Linked DNA regions of Mus musculus: region 2 is linked to region 1. The links are chromatin contacts, called in public Micro-C maps. All regions are on one chromosome and are shown on one strand. Each heading gives the region's core, a stretch centred on a gene start, on an enhancer-like site or on the middle of the called end of the contact. The rest is flanking DNA. Distances are from core to core; before and after follow the strand shown.

Evidence for each region. A called contact is a pair of places that touch in the nucleus more often than the background predicts.
Region 2: a contact with region 1 is called in a Micro-C map of embryonic stem cells, with 4 times the contacts expected there. The contact joins the promoter of Tmem121 here to the promoter of 1700127F24Rik in region 1. A contact is called at or near these places in 1 of 39 promoter capture datasets (neural stem cells), 2 of 15 datasets of contacts at CTCF or cohesin (embryonic stem cells and large pre-B cells), 6 of 484 Hi-C or Micro-C datasets (embryonic stem cells and large pre-B cells), 5 of 115 datasets of contacts at active chromatin or transcription factors (double positive thymocytes, embryonic stem cells, memory CD8 T cells and 2 more) and 1 of 9 other capture datasets (liver).

What each region holds. Positions count from the first base shown.
Region 1 is chr12:112,874,542-112,877,241 of GRCm38.p6, reverse strand. 1700127F24Rik (a long non-coding RNA gene) reads left to right here and starts at 1,416. Exons shown (of 6, transcript XR_873068.2): 1 at 1,416-1,629; 2 at 1,852-1,968; 3 at 2,080-2,180; 4 at 2,542-2,700.
Region 2 is chr12:113,184,619-113,187,318 of GRCm38.p6, reverse strand. It overlaps Tmem121 (transmembrane protein 121), which reads right to left and starts at 1,416. Exons shown (of 2, transcript NM_153776.2): 1 at 1,361-1,416.

The DNA.
Region 1 (2,700 bases), core at 167-2,666:
GGCTCAGTCCTCCAAGGCTCTAAGCAATGCCAGATGGCTTCCGTGGCTCGACTAGAAAAGCGTAGTGAGGCCACTTGGAAGGATGGAGTAAGTCCAAAGCCCACTCCAACCACCACAAGTGTGGAAACAGGATATTCATTACTGTCATTCTATCCAGTAAATGGGGAAACTGAGGCAAGTGATCTCTCCAGATGGCTGCGCATCTCAGGAGCTCCCATAACCTCTGGAGACCACCTCTGGTGGACTCCGGAACTAGCCCATCCCCTTGGGTTCTGAGACGCTGCCCTTGTCTTCCTGGGCTTAGAGGGTGCCTCTCCTTCCCTCTAGTCGATCCCATGTCCCAGGATTAGTTGTTGAGAGAGATTGGAGATAGGCAAACTACCACCCAGCTCACAGCGACCACGAGAGAAACCGTACTAGAAGAGTCTCGGATTTCCTTGTCTGGCTGCAGCCCTGACCGGCATCAGGCTGCACATTGGGTAGTAAGGAGTCAATCACTGCTGGTGCTAGAACTCCAAGATAGAGCCAGAACTCTAGGAGCCAGAGTTCGAGAGCCTGGGGAGTCGAGACTAGCCCCGCCTCCATCTTGCGCCTGGGCCGGGCTGGCAGGGTTTGGGCGTGGCCCGCTAGCTGGAGTTGGCCGGGATCAAAGGGCGGAAAGCGGGCCTCCGCCCACACCCACTGAGACAGGAATCTGTGGCCCAGGGGGACAGAATCTTCAGCCACATTCCGGGTGCCCGGGGCCCAGCAAGGCAAGGGTGGGGCGGAGCTGGAGTGCCAAGACTGGCATCACGGAGCGTGGGAAAGACTGCGCTACCAGCACTCAGCTCCAGCTGCCTGGGAGGCAGGCGGTAACTTTTGCCAGATCCAGGCGGTGGCCTTGCCCAATCTGGCTGCCCTGGATGGCATTAGGCAGGAGGGTCAAAGGGGGTCCACACTGCCAATCCAATTCCTGCCTGTTGTACTGGCTCTGGGCTGGTAGGGCCACAGTGGGGAGGGGGCACTGTTAGGTGGGCATTCTACAGTTGCATCAGGCAGCAGGGGTTCTTTATAGGAGTCGATGGAGTTTTGCAAACTCTCCTCCCGCTGAGTAATAGGAACCTGCCTGTAAACAGCAGCCCTGAAGCCCCTGTACTGGCTGAGGATAGACCCCTGGTCCCAGGGTCCAATTATTGCTTCCTCACACCACCATCAACCTCAAGGTCAAGTAACATTCCTGGAGTCATGCAGCAAGCTGGACGCAAGCTAGACACAAGCTGGTTCAGGGTAAACTTGGAAAATTCTGAGGCCCAAGTCTTCCAGCCCTAAGTGTCAGGACCAATGATGTCCCTTTCTCTGGCACGTGTCCTCAGTGGGAGAATGGCATCACAATACTACCTCCCTGAGTCGTCATGATGATGTGAGGTCCCAGCCAACACTCTGCCTCCGGAGCCCTCTCTGGCTCCAAGAACATGGTCTCCCACCTTATCTGTGGAGCTGGGTGCCCCCTGGTGGCCGCAGTGTTGACTTAGGTTTTAGGCTAGCTTTCCCAGCCTATGTCCGCGTGCCAGAGGAGGCCAGCTGGTCTCATCACTGCTCGTCTGGGAGAACGTACTCAGCTTGGACCTTCGGGTGACCATGCTGAAGGAGGTGTGGGTCAGGCTGAGGTGTTTGGTCCTAGACTCCGTTTTCTATGACACAAAACTTGGGAAACCCACAGTGACCTAGCATAGGGGTTCTGGGACTAGACATTTATAGCCATCTATATGGTTTGGGACATGAATACGTGGGTAAGGCTTTGGTGACTAATGCATAAGAGCATGCACCTGTGCCTGTCTGTCTACACTTAGTCTGACACTCTCTTGCTCCCAGAGCCCAGAGCATCATGATAAAGCAACTGAGCAGCTGCTGAGGAGGTTCGGGAGAGGTGGCTCCGTAGGGGCTCCTGTGGTTTGCTCCCAGAAACTGCGACAATGACACATTCATCAGGTATTGTCCCATCGTGACATGGAAATAAAACCTTTTGCATAGATTGGTAGATAGAGGCACAAACCATTTGGTAAAGTGGCTGCAATTCACTGCCCTCTTGGCTTTCTCTAGTGGCTGTTTTGTAGCCCTCACCTGGCATCTTTGGCAGAGATGGATTCCCCTACTCAGTGAGTGAGGGACTCTGAGGAGGTTGGCCTAGAAGAAGGAAAGAGGTTTGTGTGCATCTGGGGTGGGGGTGGGGGGAATCCCATCTCTTCCTGATCTTACCCTCCCTAGCCCAGCAGGCCCAGGGTAGAAGTTGTTGGGACCACAACGAAGCCTCCTGAAACTCCCCTGCAATGTGCTCAGAGGGTCCCTATGAGTCCAGTGGTTTGATAGGCAGAACTGGGTTCCCAGAAGGGAGGGAGTCGGGGCTGGTCCTATGGAGTGGTTAGGGGTAAAGAAGTTAGATTTAGTCTTACTCCACCTGAGTGCTTATGAGGCTCATCTTTCCTAGGGAGGGGACAGACAGAGAGGGGATCAATCGGGAATCTCGCCTCTTCTTGGTCTTGCCCTCTTCTCCCCTTGTCACAGATCTGTGCAAGTCATCAAGTCTCCAGTGTCACGAATAACTGGTTTCTGTGCAAAACTCTATGTTGGGAGGGCTGCATCTGGGTGAGAATGCATTACACCTGGATTTCTGAATCTGCAAATTGAGAACAATAGCAATCCGTACTTCACCCGGTTATTTTG
Region 2 (2,700 bases), core at 167-2,666, 310 kb before region 1:
TCCCTGACCCACCATTGCTAGCCATCGCCCCAGAAGTGTTTTCCTCCTGACCACACCTCCTGCTATACCCTCTCTGGCCTAGCACACTTGCACCTCCAGCTCCTCTGATCGCAGGGCCAACCTCAGGAAAGCCATCAGTGGGATTTAGTCTCTCCCTATGTTCCTGGCACTGGCTGTCATGTCTGTGGTACTCAGATGGCCAGATTGTGCGTCCTGATATCTGAGCTTGTTCACACCACCCAACCCAAAGCCACTTCCAATCAAGGCCTCTCCTCCAAAGCACCTGGCACAAGGGCTCTGTTTACTGTCCTGTCTAGACAAAGACATAAAATTTAGTGTCACCCATGACAGCGATGCATTCAACCTGCTCCTGGTGACACCACAGTAACCCTCAAACTCCATCTCAGCTTCTGCCTCTTCCATTCACCCCTGGGGTTCTCAGTGCGCTTCTATAAGGTGTTTAGGAGTCATCTGCCCACAGCAGGGCTCCTCCTTGTCAGGTACACCCACTCTCACTCCCACTGGTAGGTACTCCTCTCCCAGGACGCACAGGCTGGACCCACCCCTGCCCACCTGGAACTCCATTGGCTACAGCCAAAACCTGAGAATTCCCTTCCTCTTAGCAATTGTCCAGGCCGAATAGCCTGCTGCTGGCCAACCCATTCCATCATCTGCACACCATCGCTCCCTTGCTCGGTCACTGTCAAATACCAAATGTCACGAGCCAATTGGTAATGGGACAGACCCCAACCGCTAAGAGAGGAGTGCCCGGCCTTCAGAAAGCCAGAACCCAAGCCTTACGACCCCTCCCCCACACTCTGCCCTAGCCATGTTCCCAGAGACCCAGCCCAGGTCCACCTGGCCTGAGTCTCCCACGCCAGGCCCAAATGCCCTAGCAACCCTGCCCCCTGTTCAAGCCTCACACCAGAGAGAGATTCAGGGCCTCCAAGCCCTAAAATGCCTGTCTCTCTCTCTCTCTCTCTGACGCTTTGCAAGATACCCTCTTAGCATCTCCAAAGGAGAGGCTGAGGCGAAGGAGGGTCCTCTCCTCCTCAACCCCGTTGAGGAGGGTCTAATGGCTCCCAGCAGGTTGCGTTTCAGTTTGTCTTTTCCCACTAAAGGTTTCCCCAGTGGGGCTTGGGCCTGGTCCCGCCGCCATGCAGCTGCCCCTGCCCAGCCCACGGCCTGCAGCCTGGGGGCGGGAATAGTATAGGCCCACTGGCAGTCGCTACCGCTGCCGCTGCCGCTACCGCTGCCGCTGCCGTTGCCGTTGCCGCCGCCGCCTACCGCCCAGCTCTGCCGACCCGCTTGGCTCAGCCACCCGCCTCCTGCTGTCCCGCCGTTCGCATCCCGCGCTTACCCGGCCGGCCAGATGCAGCGCGCCGGCCGGCCCCGCCGAGCCTCCGCGCCGGGCCCAGGCGCTCCGTGCTGCGCTCCGCCCCTCCGCCGCGGGCACCGCCTCCGGCCGAGGCTCCGCCCCGCGCCCCCTGGACGCCCGGACCCCAGCCAAGAGAGGACCCAGGTCCTAAGGCTGTTGCGTAGTTCAGGTTGCCATGGCGACAACTCTGCGCGCTCAGGACAGGTGGCACTAGGTGACAGACAACCTAGCATCCACCCCAGACCCTGTGGTCAGTCCACTCGGCCTCACTCACAGCAAAAAAATTGTCAAAGAGTCCTCCTCACACCATGAAATGGCTCTGTATGTAGCTCTCCAAGCTCAGACCCTGACAGCCAATAAAGCGACTCTGCTTTCCTGCTTCAGGAAGACCTCTGGACTGGGACCCGCGGAGGTGGCTGGACAAAGGGGTGGGACTAAGTGCCCCGCTAGCTAGCCGCAGTTATACCTCCTGGCCAGACCTCAGCAGTGGCTCACAGGCTCACAGGGACACACACACGTTAGGGCCTAGATCCCAACACTGGAGTGTTATACTCTATGGGGAAAACCCAGCTGTGAGGCTTTCAGTCAGTACAAGGAGGGCCAAATGGGAGTGCATCGAGGCTCCAGGATAAGACTTCTCTCCAGGTCCTGCCTTCACTGAGTGACCCATTCCTTACCTGACAACCCAATAGCAGGGCTGCCCTGCCCAGAGGACAACAGGAGGCTAACTGGTTGCCTACGCTTCTTCCCAGAGCTGCAGCTTCGCTCTGCAAGCACTGAGGGCAAGAGAGCTGAAGGAACTTGAAGGGGGGAGCTCCTGTCAGCAGCCTAAATGACATTGGGTACACTTGGCAGCCAGCTCTGAGTGATGCATTCTGTTCTGGTGACCCTGGGAAGCTAGAATATCAGGCCATACTGGGTCACCCTCCTAGTAGGGGGTGGTTCCAAGATGCCCATCGTCGGGAGAGAAGGCTAAGGAACAGCCCTGTAGTAAGCAGTATGAGCCCCAACCAACCAGCTCTCTCCCCAGAAGTGCAACAAGACCCCGAAGCTCTCGTGTACCCAGGAAGAGGCCCTGCATCTAGCAAGGAAAGGTTCGATCTCCTCAACCTAGAGAACCAGGGGCCTGGGGGGAGAACACCCCTGACAGAGTCAAGCAGGAGTGAGGAGGCGGCTGGGAGGAGAAGGACAGGTGGCAGGTGGCAGCCCTGTCTGCTCTGTTTCTTCCTTCGTTCTCCTACTTCCTCTCAGCCACGGTTAACCCAACCCTCACCTAAAACCTGCCAGCTTGCCTCAGTGCTCTCTCTGTATCCCATGCCAGC